Linked DNA regions of Mus musculus: all the other regions are linked to region 1. A link is a contact called in public promoter capture Hi-C data. All regions are on one chromosome and are shown on one strand. Each heading gives the region's core, a stretch centred on a gene start, on an enhancer-like site or on the middle of the called end of the contact. The rest is flanking DNA. Distances are from core to core; before and after follow the strand shown. Region 1 holds the start of Mbip (MAP3K12 binding inhibitory protein 1). Region 2 holds the start of Mipol1 (mirror-image polydactyly 1). Region 3 has its middle 14 kb from the start of Slc25a21.

Evidence for each region. Promoter capture Hi-C pulls out the DNA fragments that hold promoters and counts their contacts.
Region 2: a contact with region 1 is called in a promoter capture Hi-C map of pre-B cells. The contact joins the promoter of Mipol1 here to the promoter of Mbip in region 1. A contact is called at or near these places in 12 of 39 promoter capture datasets (the 3T3-L1 cell line, 3T3-L1-derived adipocytes, the C10 cell line and 7 more), 3 of 484 Hi-C or Micro-C datasets (CD4 T cells, pre-B cells and regulatory T cells), 1 of 115 datasets of contacts at active chromatin or transcription factors (extraembryonic endoderm stem cells) and 2 of 9 other capture datasets (adipose tissue and liver).
Region 3: a contact with region 1 is called in a promoter capture Hi-C map of liver, with 4 times the contacts expected there. The contact joins the enhancer-like site here to the promoter of Mbip in region 1. A contact is called at or near these places in 6 of 39 promoter capture datasets (the 3T3-L1 cell line, 3T3-L1-derived adipocytes, hippocampal neurons and 2 more), 3 of 484 Hi-C or Micro-C datasets (CD4 T cells, Th1 cells and regulatory T cells) and 1 of 9 other capture datasets (adipose tissue).

The regions. Positions count from the first base shown.
Region 1 is chr12:56,344,118-56,348,395 of GRCm38.p6, forward strand. It overlaps Mbip (MAP3K12 binding inhibitory protein 1), which reads right to left and starts at 1,777. Exons shown (of 9, transcript NM_145442.2): 1 at 1,555-1,777. The coding sequence starts at 1,683.
Region 2 is chr12:57,228,721-57,232,998 of GRCm38.p6, forward strand. It overlaps Mipol1 (mirror-image polydactyly 1), which reads left to right and starts at 1,705. Exons shown (of 10, transcript NM_001164370.1): 1 at 1,705-1,891. Prps1l3 (phosphoribosyl pyrophosphate synthetase 1-like 3) reads left to right here and starts at 1,692. Exons shown (of 2, transcript NM_001037746.3): 1 at 1,692-1,891.
Region 3 is chr12:57,209,715-57,213,992 of GRCm38.p6, forward strand. No RefSeq gene overlaps it. Among named protein-coding and RNA genes, the nearest start is that of Slc25a21, 14 kb to the left of the region's middle. Within about 2 kb of position 2,012, at least 172 of the 459 cell types and tissues checked have an H3K27ac peak or open chromatin away from gene starts, as enhancers often do. A contact at or near this core is called in Th1 cells, adipose tissue, liver and 1 more, where this site is marked.

The sequences.
Region 1 (4,278 bases), core at 527-3,026:
GTGAACTTAGACATATTACAATTTACATCTTAAAAGTCCCTTTAATTTGTTGCGAAAGGACACATTCCGCAGGGGCAACTTTATAAGTGTGGATGGCTTTCATCCTTAATCACGCATCTCAAAATACATATTACTAAAATAGCATTTAATTAATTTTTTAAAAAATCTTATATTTGACACTTGTTAAAGGACCCTTTACTGTTACAAAAACTTCATTTTCTCTACACATTTTTGGCAAGTGGCATAAGTTAAGTTTAATCATTTTTCCATTTGAACCTTTGAGATAAATTTATATAATTAAAAAACTCAGTATGCAAAATTTAGATATTTTATAATTCAAATAATTTATCAATGTAAATTATTTTGCAATTTCTAAGCATAATATTTGAGAAGATTTTTCTCATCTTGACATTAGAAATATAAATGAATAAATCTTTAAGTTCCAAATCCACGCCAAAAAGTTCTCTAACTTTTAAACTATTTAAAGATCTGAGATGTTACTACTGAAATATTAATAAGGAAAGTGCTTAAGACTTTGTAAGAATTTTTTTCCTAATTGCTTATCAAGCAACTGAGTTTAATTTTTTTTAACTTTTCGAAGTCCAGTAACACCAAACAGAATGTACAACTCAAGTAGTTTGCCAGTCAGAATAAACTTACTAAGGTTTTCCAACTAAGGATTTTAAAAATAATCCTCACAAATCAGGTAAATGTCCTATTCTCACTGGTGGTACCACTGCCCTTGACATAAATGTGTGCTGTGTCCATTTCAAGCACTATAACCAGTCCCCAAACAAATTAGGAAACATGTTTGACACAAAACTCTTCTAAAAGCAGGCAAACATACTTTTGTTCCTTATTTAAACATTGCCTCATTTACATCACGACTATCTAGTAAAGTGTAACCTAGTTTTTAAAATCCAGGTTTACTGTGACATTTTCTGTAAAGAGCAATTAGCTAAGCTACACGACAGTCGTAATGTAGTTAGAAGTGGCCACACATAACTCATCCAACAATTCACACTAAAATTTAGGTATACTACAAATGAAATTGTGGAAATCCTTATATATCCCTCCCCGTTTAAAAGAGTAAGAGATGCAATAAATGGCAAGAGAAACAAAAAACAGAAAAACAAACAAATAAACAAAAAACCCCAGAGTAAATCACCCCCCAAGGAGTGGGGATGGCGCTAGGAAAAGTTTCAGGCCATATTAACCAGTGAGTTTCTGCGATAAATACACTGGAGGCAAAAGGACCGTGATCGCCAGGAACCTCCTTCACCCTCATCACCTTTTAGGCATCTTTTGGGCAAGCTTTCGTCGCCAGGACCCCAGTTTTCTCCAGACCTTGGCCATCAAGCGTGCCGCTGGCATCTCCCGGTCCCAGGAGCTGGGCCCAGGGTCTTCCGGGTGTCACAGCCCGGCCACGGCACACCAGCGGCACACACCGTGCCAGCGGGGCTCCGCGACCCCCGCCTCCGAGAGAACTAAGGGGACAAGGACCGGGATGCTCTCCCTCCCCACCCACCCCTTCCCCGCCGCACCCCCACTTACCTGTCTTGTCAGGGTGTGCAAGGAGCGAAAGACTTCGCAGAGGACCTCGCGGGTGAGGAGGGGGCTGGAGCATTGCTCCAGGCTCCTCTCGCTGCCGCTTGAGGAACTAAGCTCCGCAGCAGCAGCCATGACACCTTCAAAGCAGCCCCCCAACCACCGCGAACAGCGCTCACCCCACCCCTCCCTCGCGGACTTCGTCGCACTGAGATGACGTAAAACTAGAGCGTCTCACTTAGAGCTTGAGGATAGGCCCCACCCTCTGTGTGTGACAGACACACAGGAAGACCAATCAAGAGCAAGGATAGCTGTGCTCCGAGGGAACTTGTGTATGTGAAGCTGGACCTTCTGTCTGGTGGTGTTTTCTGTGGTCCACCTTGGTTTAGAAACCTACTTGGCTCTTAGATGCTCCCTGTGAATGTTGGCAGAGCCTTACTCTTAAGTGTTAGAATTTGAGTCCCGCTATTAAAATTTAAAATGTTAACAGTCGAGTTGTCTTGGAAAAAGATTGCGGGTTAGTGATGGAGCAGTGCTTTACAATTTTCTAATTACTAGAAACTTGACCCAGGATGATCGTTACTGGATAGAACATTTTCATCTCTATAAGACTGTTTGATATGAGGAATTTAAAAAGAACACAAGGGCTACATTATGCTTCTTTTTCCTACCATAGAACGACATTGATGACTACACCTGCAAAATAGTTTATGTCAAAGTTCTGACATGCAACGGGTTCTCAGTGCAATCACTGGACACTTGACCTTAAAATTGTTTCAATATAAATCCAATAGAAATATAAACCAGCCGGGCAGTGGTGGCGCACGCCTTTAATCCTAGCACTTGGGAGGCAGAGGCAGGCGGATTTCGAGGCCAGCCTTGTCTACAGAGTGAGTTCCAGGACAGCCAGGGCTACACAGAGAAACCCTGCCTCAAAACAAAACAACAAGAAAGAAAAGGAAGAAAGAAAGAAAGAAAGAAAGAAAGAAAGAAAGAAAGAAAGAAAGAAAGAAAGAAAGAAGGAAAGAAAGAAAGAAAAGACCAATTTATTCCATGTAACCACACTCTTTAAAATTAGGATATAAAACTAAATCGACTCTTGTTGGGTATTATTAGATAGCTTTATTTTAGCGAAAAAAGTTATAATTTTATAATGTAGAGTTCTATTAATTTTTTTTTCCTTTGAGACAGGGTTTCTCTGTATAACCCTGGCTGTCCTGGAACTCACTCTGTAGACCAAGCTGGCCTCAAACTCAGAAATCTGCCTGCCTCTGCCTCCCGGATGCTGGGATTAAAGGCATGCTCCACCATGCCTGGCTCTATTAAATTTTTAAAACAAGCTTAAAAGATAAAGGACAAAAGAATTAAAACTCTGGCGGCAGTGGCTCAGGCCTTTAATCCCAAAGCACTAGGGAGGTAGAGGCAGGTAAATCCCTTATGAGGCCAGCCTGGTCTACAAAGTGAGTTCCAGGACAGCAAGGGCTACACAAAGAAACCAAAGCTCGAAAAGCAAGCAGGCAAGCAAGCAAGCAAACAAACGATTTAAAACTCTTCTTCATGATAGTTGAGTGCATTTAACATACAGGAAGTGGAAGTATGAAGTTAATGGGTAGTCTATCCTTAGAGAGCAGACTGAATAAAGGAAGAAATAAGGAATTAAGGGACACTAGGATAAGGAGAGTAAAAATGAAAGAACTCCTTTTACCTGTCTAAGGAGCCTTTTACTCACTTATATCCAGAGACTTCTGGTATTATCAGACTTAACAGGATCTTGAGAAAGCTGGTCTGTTTCCTTGTTAGCAGAAAGATGTAAACTTAGGTTTGACAATACAATCTTCACAAGATTCAAGCACCCTCTCATTCAAGTCACTCATATCTGTAATAGAAGTTCACGATTCATCGCAATGTTAACACACTTTGTCTCTGAGTTTCTGGTTAATGGGTGACAATTGTAATGTGGAGTCTAAGAGTCCTTGTTCTGTACCAAGTAATGAAATCAGATTTTTTTTAAAAAACTAAGTAGAAGACTTTTTATCACACATTTGGGAATGATTAAGGTGCTGCACGCTGTTTTCTTTGTGGTGACTGCAAGTACTCCTGCTCATGCACAATTACCCAAGGAAGCCAGAGGCATGGGATGTGAGCTGCCCAGCACTGGAGCCTAAAATCAAACTCTGGCCCTCTGCAAAAACGAACAGTTGCATTCTTAACCACTGAGATCTTTCTCCAGCCCCAAATTCCAAGTCTTACTTGATTTCTTCTTGTTGTTGTTCCATTGTTTTTGTTTTTAGAGACAGTGTTTCTCTATCTCGCTGAGACTCTCCTGGAACTCCCAGAACCAGGCTGGCCTCAAACTCAGAGATCCACCCATTTCTGCCACCCAAGTGATGGGATTAAAGGCATGTCCCACCATAGTCAGAATTTGTTAACTCCTTTATGCACTGCTTCTTCTGTCTAATAACATCTTGTATTCCTTCCTGATACCCAGTGAGCTCATTTCAGATAGTTTTCTTATTTTCTTCTTTTATAATAAAAACTTCTATTTTAGGTAGAAGGCTTTCTAAGATGAAAAGATGTGGATTCCCTTGGACTCAGTGCAGACAGAAATGTATAGATACTAATGTATAGCAGAATTATAATACTGAAATTTAGAAAGGGAATAATTTGTCCTTTTATAGAAAACTAATTACAGTTTATGAAGTGGGTTGCTGAAAATCTGCTGCTCAGCAG
Region 2 (4,278 bases), core at 455-2,954, 880 kb after region 1:
TACTACAACTGTGGGACATCCACTGAGGTGCAGGTGTGGATGGAAGGCTACATGACTTATAGGCAAGAGAGCTAGTGCCCACAGGGTTGTGCAAGCTTATTGGAGTCCAAAGAATTCCAGCTGTTGAATATGGAGCTTCAAGATTTTATGTCTGCTGTGCTGAATTTCAGTGTTTTTCTTACTTGATCTTCCCTTGCTATCTTAATCTCTGGAACACTACTGTATACTGAAAGTACACAATTTTTCATTTTATGGGGGCTCATTTTTTTCTTTTTTGTTTTTTTGAGACAGTTTCTCTGTAGCCCTGGCTGTCCTGGAACTCACTTTGTAGACCAGGCTGGCCTTGAGCCCAGAAATCCGCCTGCCTCTGCCTCCCAAGTGCTGGATTAAAGGTGTGTGCCACCACTGCCCTGCTAGGGCTCATTGTTTAGAAGTTAGTGTGGCCTCTTTTTTGGAAACTTTTGCTATGTATCCCAGGCTGTCCTGGAATTCACGTTCACTCTTCAAAGGTTCAGAATTACAGATGTGTACCACCATAATCATATTTTTTTAGTGGTGGTTTGTTTACATAAAAATATGATTCAACTCCGACTAATGTAAAGTAATAAATAAAATTTAAAAATGCATTTAAAGCCTGAATCTGTCACAAGTCACTAGTACTAGTCATTAGTTACATAAATAATGAAACTTTTTCTTTTTAGTATTATGCTCTATTTATTCCAAATAATTTCCATCTGGTCATCTCATCCTTTTTTTCCATGCTTCATTCCTCCTGTCACCTACTTTGTGGAGTATGTGGCACTTCTGAAAGGTGAACCTTTGCTAGAGGAAATGGGTCACTGCTTTTTGGTTATAGAGCCCAGCTCCATTTTCTATTCTCTTGTTTTTTGACTGGATGGCTAGCCACTTTGCCATCCTGCCTTTATTAGCATGGTGGACACGGATCTCGTATTGCTATAAGCCAAAATAAAGTCTTTCACGAACTTTGTCTATTAATTCAGAAAATAAATATAATTTTCTGCTGTGGGTGTAAAAAATTACTATTATTACTGTTACCCCAGCATCCAGAAGACTACTTGGCATGTAGTATGCCCTCAATAAATAGATAAGTTAGAGTGACTTCAATAGCTCAACACTAAATTACCAGAGCATCAGTGGCTAGGGTGGGGTGCAGGAGTTCTAGATTAGATAGGGCAGCATAGGGACACTACTTCTCTTTCTTTAAAAGGAGAAAAATATTCGAATATTATCAGCTATATCATCTAATAGAATTCCACATTACTCCTATACTTCGCTTTAAAAATATCCCTGGCGTTCAGCCCTTTCTTTTAAGTTCTGCGATTGAACATTCTGAGTACACCCTTTCTAGTCCTGAAGTCAAAATGTCACCAGCCTTAAAGCTTTTCTGAAACCATTGGCCGATGTCTAAGTCTCACTCTGGCTCACTTCGCAGGACCTTTCCTTCTGTCCCCGCAAAGCACTGCGCACAGAAGGAAACCACTGCCCAGTGAAGATACTCCATGGGATGAGCCCGAGAACCACACATTTCCCCAGTTAGCGCGCACTGGTTGTCAGCTCCTCCCACAGAACGCGACCTCGAGGTCGCCTTCCTTTCCAGCAGCCCGGAACCATCCTTGAGCCCTCCAGCTCGCCGGAAGCCCCGCCCCGTCCCGCCCCGCCCCGCGGCAGCCAGCGGACTCGCGCATGCTCGCTGCGCGCAGCCTCGTCCCCGCGTGCTCTCGCGCGCTTCCTCTCGCCCGCTCTGCTCTTTTTGGTTACTCAGGGGCACGCGCAGCGTTTCGCGCGACGATTGGCTGCCTCGGTGGCGGCGCCACAGGACCGGGCAACTACGCGAGCGGAGTGGGCGCTTAAGGATCCCGCGGCTCCTCAGGTAACGGCGTGGACCGGGAGCGGCTGGGGGAGGGGGGAGAACCTCAGGGTGGCCTGCAGCCCGCCCGGGACTTCCGGCCGCGGCCCCTGGAGGTGCAGGAGCGCTGCGTGGCCCGCGTCGCGGCGTCCTCAGGTGACAACACCGCTCCTTCTCCAGGTTTCGGCCTCATGGCGTCATAGTCTTTCAAAAGTTAAGAAGGGACGAACAATGACTCGGAAGTGTGGGCTGTTTTTCCTCTAAGCTTTGACGAGTTAGGGTTTCAGTCCTGGCGGGACCGCGGATCCACTCTGTGCTTTTGCGGGACACTTGAGCGATTCACAGTTCTCACCCTTCAAAGTGCGAGCAAAAACCCCAGTGTAGTTCAGTATGCCCGGCGCCTACATTAGTAAGATGCAGCTGCAAACTCTGCCTTCACTACATTCAAGATTTGGCTTTTCTTTTTTTTCTTTTTCTTTTTGGTTTTTTTTTCGAGACAGGGTTTCTTTGTATAGCCCTGGCTGTCCTGGAGCTCACTTTGTAGACCAGGCTGGCCTCGAACTCAGAAATCCGCCTGCCTCTGCCTCCCGAGTGCTGGGATTAAAGGTGTGCGCCACCATCGCCCGGCCAAGAGCTGGCTTTTCTAACTGGAGGATGACACCACCCAGTGGTATTGGTGAAGTACTTGAAGTTGGACACTACAAGATAGAAGAATAGACTAGGTTTCTAAGAGAATAGGCCTTTGGAAGGGCTCCTTGAGCGTTTTGATGTCCGTTAATTCCCGATGGTGGTAGACAGCTAAAGAAGGACAGTTTTAACCTGTCTCACGAGTTACCTCACTTTGCAAAGTTTCGTATTGCCATCTGGAATGAACCTCACATCAAAGGACAGTTAGTTACATAATCATTACATAGGCTATCATCCCGTACCTCAATGTGCCTCAAACTAGAGTGACTTGAGAGGAGGGTAGTTAAAGGAGGAATTGCCTCCATCAGATTGGGAACATTTTCTTGATTAATGATTGATATGAGAGGGCCCAGATCACTGGGTTTTTTCAGCCCCAGGCAGGTTGGACCGCAGTTGTTAAGGAAGCAAACCAAGCATGCTATGGAGAGCAAGCCAGTAAGCAAGGTTACTCCCTGGTCTCTGCTTCAGTTCCTGTTTCCAGGTTCCAGCCTTGAGCTCTTTGCCTTGTTGCCCTGGATGGCGATGGATGCTGACCCTCCACTATGTTTGTTTTTGGTCATGGTAGTCTTGTCAAATTGAAAGAAACCAACCTAGATCCAATCCTATGAAAATAATATAGCAATATATATATGTATATACTTTAAAGATTTATGTATGTGAATAAACTGTTGCTCTCTTTAGACACACCATAAGAGGGCATCAGATCCTATTACAAATGGTTGTGAGCTACCATGTAGTTGTTAGGAATTGAACTCAGGACTTCTGGAAGAGTCAGTGCGTTTAACCACTGAGCCATCTCTACAGCCCAAGCAATATATTTATTTAATGGAGGCAAAGTTTGTAAAAGTGAGATAATATGAATTATTTCACTAGATAAAAGTAATAATGGCAAAACAAATATGAATAGGACATGTACATTATTCTTCAAAGACAGTATAAAATAAAAATCTTTGTGTGATAAGTTTGAAAGCTTAATAAACATACAAAACCATGCTTAAGTCCTGTGTACAATTTATTGCATTTTCATGAAGTATAATTATGTCTTGAAATTTAATTTTAATATATATATAGGTATGTGATATAGTATAAATTTAAAGTACTGCATTAGATTTGTGTATGTACATTGAGATTGCTTTCATTATGTGTAATATGTGTACAGTTTAGAAATAACTAGACTATAACAGGGTTCAGTTTACTGTAGTTTATAATCTTGAATATTCTTCTTGTTTCTTCTTTAAACATACCAACATCTGTCTCCGTCTTTTTCTTAAGACATTCTCTTTTGAGTCTGGCTGTTTGAGAAGTTGCTATGTAGACCAAGCTGAACTTGAACTCAGGGAAATTATCCTGCCTCTGCCTCCCAAGTGCTGGGATTAAATGAGGGCACCACCCCACAGGGCTTCTTTGTATTTTATCTTGAGGATTTTGAAGACTACCATGACCAAAAACAAACATAGTGGAGGGTCAGCATCCATCGCCATCCAGGGCAACAAGGCAAAGAGCTCAAAATCCTTCTTTGTATTTTATCTTGTGGAATGAACTTTGAAAAATAGAAAAAAACTTGATAATAACTTTTAAAATCTTTATTGTGAAATAATTCATATAGAAAGAAGTATATAAAACATGGACTTTTTAATTCCTTATTCAAATGAATAATCACTAAAACTTCTTACTAATCTGTTTGTAGCTGTTTATAAAATATATCTGCACAAGTGATATGGATT
Region 3 (4,278 bases), core at 762-3,261, 870 kb after region 1:
AACTAATTCCTGCTGGCTTTGGGGTGACATGTCTCCAGGAAACCTAAGGAAATGGGTATGGGGATGTTGGTCCAGCCTTAGAAGAGTTGGCTGTTTCCTTTACTGCCCAGGGTCTATGGAACCGTCTGTGGATAGATCAGAAGGAAGAAGTCCACTAGAAGCATCTATGTCTGTGAGGGAAGGTTGGAGCATCTGTAGGTCACTTCTCTGGAGCTGTCTTTGATGTAGTAAGTGCTGGACTTCACAAGATGCTGATACGCACATACATATATCATAGGTAGAGAATAAGACTAAGTGCATTTAGGAGGAAGAATTTTTTTCTTAGATGTACATTTGAAACCCAGAGGAGTCCCATCCTCTGAAATAGGTAGTAAGGGAACTGTAGGCTATTGATTAGCAGATATACTTATCTGGATGGAGTCTATTTGGTCCATGAGAGGTAGGTCTGAGTGGGTTTCCTGTAGCTTATAAGTTTATAAAAGAGATAACAACATGACTGAATAACATGCACATTCTTTTTTTTTTAGATTTATTTTATTTATTATATGTAAGTACACTGTAGCTGTCCTCAGACACTCCAGAAGAGGGCATCAGATTTCGTTAGGGATGGTTGTGAGCCACCATGTGGTTGCTGGGATTTGAACTGGGGACCTTCGGAAGAGCGCTCTTAACCACTAAGCCATCTCACCAGCCCCAACATGCACATTCTTTAAGATGAGCCTTTTGTGGAACAGAAAGAAAAAGAATTTGTGATTATATCGTTGGATCATATAGTGGAATGTTTTGTTAGAGTTAGGCAAATTTATAAGAACTCGAATAATGTTAGGACAGTGACATAGCAAAAAATAGGAAATATGAAGCATTTAGTTGATGGAAACTGAGTTTGTGTAAGAAATAACAGATTACATCTGTGAAAGCTTACAGCTGAACTAGTCCCTAGAAACTGAGTTTAGGTGAAGAGTTAGGTCTGTTTTCTATCTGTCCAGCTACAGTTACCTTAGCTGTCAATGGAGTCATAAATCTGAGGAAGAATAAGTTATAATCTAGCAGTCATATATTATTTAAAAAGTGGCAGAGTGTACCTATAGTCCTAACAGTTCCCTATGGTCTCTATGGTCTCTATGGTCTCGATGGCAATGTGGGCGTAGTCAGTCTGGCTTTCAAGCCCAGAAGATGGAGGGCTTTTTTCTTTTTCCCGTGGAATGGACAAGTGTGAGAAATGGCTTACCTTGATTTAGACCATATATGTCATTTGACTCAGGGTATCCAGTTTTGTCCACTGTGTTTCTGATTGGTTATCATACCACAACCCAGGCAGCCTCTTGTAGTTGTGTCCATATCCTCTGAGACCTTGGGGGTAAGTTGTTAGGTCTTGGGAGATTCTGTCTGTCATAAACTTAAGTATATTAATAATTAGCAGACTTCTGACAAGATTGAGAGCTATATCAATTGGTCATATCTGAATAGAGCACACCATAATTTAATGGCAGTAGCAAAAATCATTATTTATCAAGACAGGATAGGAACGAAAATCTTAAGTAACTTTGACATGTGGTGTAAGTAAAGAAAAACACATTTTGCATTAGCAGAGAAATATTTGGCTTTGTAGTAGTAGAGAAACACTTGACTTAGAGTTGGTGTGGACCAGAGAGCTGACAGCAGTGGCATAAGATCATGGTGACAGAAAGTGAGCTTGTCCCAGTGGGTCCAGGCCTGTGACACAAAGTCAGTGGGCAGGCTGTGAGAAGAGGCTGCGGGCACAGGCATGTATCCTTGATGAACTGGATTGTAAAGAGAGCAGGCTGGACCGTGGAGACAGGTGCGCGAGTATGTGCTGTTGAGGCACCAGGCTCGAATACCCTGGCTGGCTGGTGGCATGGGACACCTGCACAGTCTGAAAAGCACAGATCGCTAGGAGGCAAAATAGGTCAGATGGCATTCAAGAGAGACTGGCTGTCTCTGCCTTCATTTCGAGACAGCGGTGTTGACAGCAGCAGCGGGCAGTTGTGCAGTGTGTTTACTTAGACCGAGCAGGGTGGGACTTCCTCCAAAGGCAGGAAGCAGCGACCCAGTGCTTGGGGTCGGGGAGCGGGGAGCGCCTGAAGTAGCATCCCATATCCTAGTAACTTGTGCACTATTCTTGTGGCCAGGGTATTCTTGTGGCCAATGGCAGGACTAGCCGCTCACTTCCCAAGAGAGAGGAGAGAAGAGAGACGGAGAGAGAGGAGAGAGAGAGAGAACTCACACGCCCTTGTGGGCGAGTGTGAACAAGTACAGGCGTGTGGCTTCTTGGACAGGGCGAAAACCGTTTTTCTCGCAGCTGAGGCAGGCAGCCAGGCAACAAAGACATCCAAAAGCAGCTACAATAGTGGTCAAAGAAGGCAGTGGCGACAGCAACAGGGGCAAATAGGGCAGGCAGGGCCAAAACTGTTTTTCCCGCGGCTGCGAGCCAAGCAGCCAGGCAGGGGTGGTGCCAGCCTTGGCGGGCAGAGCGCAGGAGTCCCACTCAAGAGAGAGTTCAAGTATAGGGGCACCAGATGGTCAGCATGGGAAAGCAACGTGGCAGAACGCAAGGGGCAGGGTCCTGTGATAGCAGGAGGGATGCAAACCTGCAGAGATTCGCATCATATGATGTGTTCATAATAAAATAAAATAAAATAAAATAAAATAAAATAAAATAAAATAAAAAGATTAAAGCGGGGGGGGGTATGTTCTTTTGTTTTGTTTTGTTTTGTTTTGTTTTGTTTTGTTTTGTTGTTTGTTTTTTTGATTTTCGAGACAGGATTTCTCTGTATAGCCCTGGCTGTCCTGGAACTCACTCTGTAGACCAGGCTGGCCTCAAACTCAGAAATCCGCCTGCCTCTGCCTCCCAAGTGCTGGGATTAAAGGCGTGCCCCTCCACCGCCTGGCTGGGGGGGATATGTTCTATGGAGGTGTAGTCAGGTGTAGGGGAAGGGGGTCCCTCGGTAGGCCCATGCTGAGGCATCCTTCTCCCTGAGGGACCACACACACAACAGTATAGTGTAGAATAGAGTTTATTCAGGGCATGGGGGGAGGGGGGAGTCAAGAGGGTAGTAGAGGCAGGGGTGGGGGAAAGGAGAAGGAGAAGGAGAAGGAGAAGAGAAGAGAAGAGAAGAGAAGAGAAGAGAAGAGAAGAGAAGAGAAGAGAAGAGAAAGAAGAGGCTGACCATGAGCACGTGGAGAGGGGGGGGAGGTTAATGGGAGGGGAGGGGGAGGGAGCAAGAAGGCAAGAGCAAGAGAGACAGAGAGGAGGGGGCAAGCAGTCCCTTTTATAGTGAGTCAGGCAGCGCTTAGACAAAATGCTAACAAAGAGAAGAAAAAGATGACCACTTAATGGGTACCTTATTTCTTTTTTGGTCTACCTGCCTGAATGATAGCAGAGCATTTCTAAAGGCAATGAAATTATTTGGGATTAAACGAGAGAATTATAATACAGAACACACAGACCACAGGGGTCTAAGAGTCAGTCCAGCGAGTCTGAGGTAAGAAGAAATCTGTAGAGGCAAAAGAGAGAAGTTCATAGTATTTGTTCTGAAACAGTTCCGCTACAGAGACAGCTTACTCTGCAAGCTATTGTGTGCATTAGGCCAGCTGTCCTTGACTCCTGTGGGAAACTTCAGAATGGAAAGTGTTCTGGAAATGTTGTTACAAGCTTATAAATAAAAGAACACTTCAGGGAATTTCTGTAACAATTTTTATCTTAGGTATGTGTACATGGGGTCCCTCATTTCCAACTAATGATTTAATTTGCTGTTTGATTATGGTTTGAAACAAGTGACTCATTTGATTCTGAGAACCTGCAGAGGGTTGGAGGAAATACTTGGAAGCTAGATAAAGATGGTGGCTCCACAACACTGTGAATGTGCTAAGTGGCAATGACTGTTCACTTTAAAATGGCTGTCTCAGCCAGGTGGTGGTGGCACACGCCTTTAATCCCAGCACTTGGGAGGCAGAGGCAGGTAGATTTCTGAGTTTGAAGCCAGCCTGGTCTACAAAGTGAGTTCCAGGACAGACAGGGCTACACAGAAAAACCCTGTCTCTCGAAAACAAAACAAAACACAAAAAAAAGAAAGAAAGAAAGAAAGAAAGAAAGAAAGAAAGAAAGAAAGAAAGAAAGAAAAGAAAAAAAGAAAGAAAAAAAAGAAAAAAAGAAAGAAAAAAAAGAAAGAAAGAAAGAAGAAAGGAAGGAAGGAAGGAAGGAAGGAAGGAAGGAAGGAAGGAAGGAAGGAAGGAAGGAAATGGCTGTCTCTTGTTATA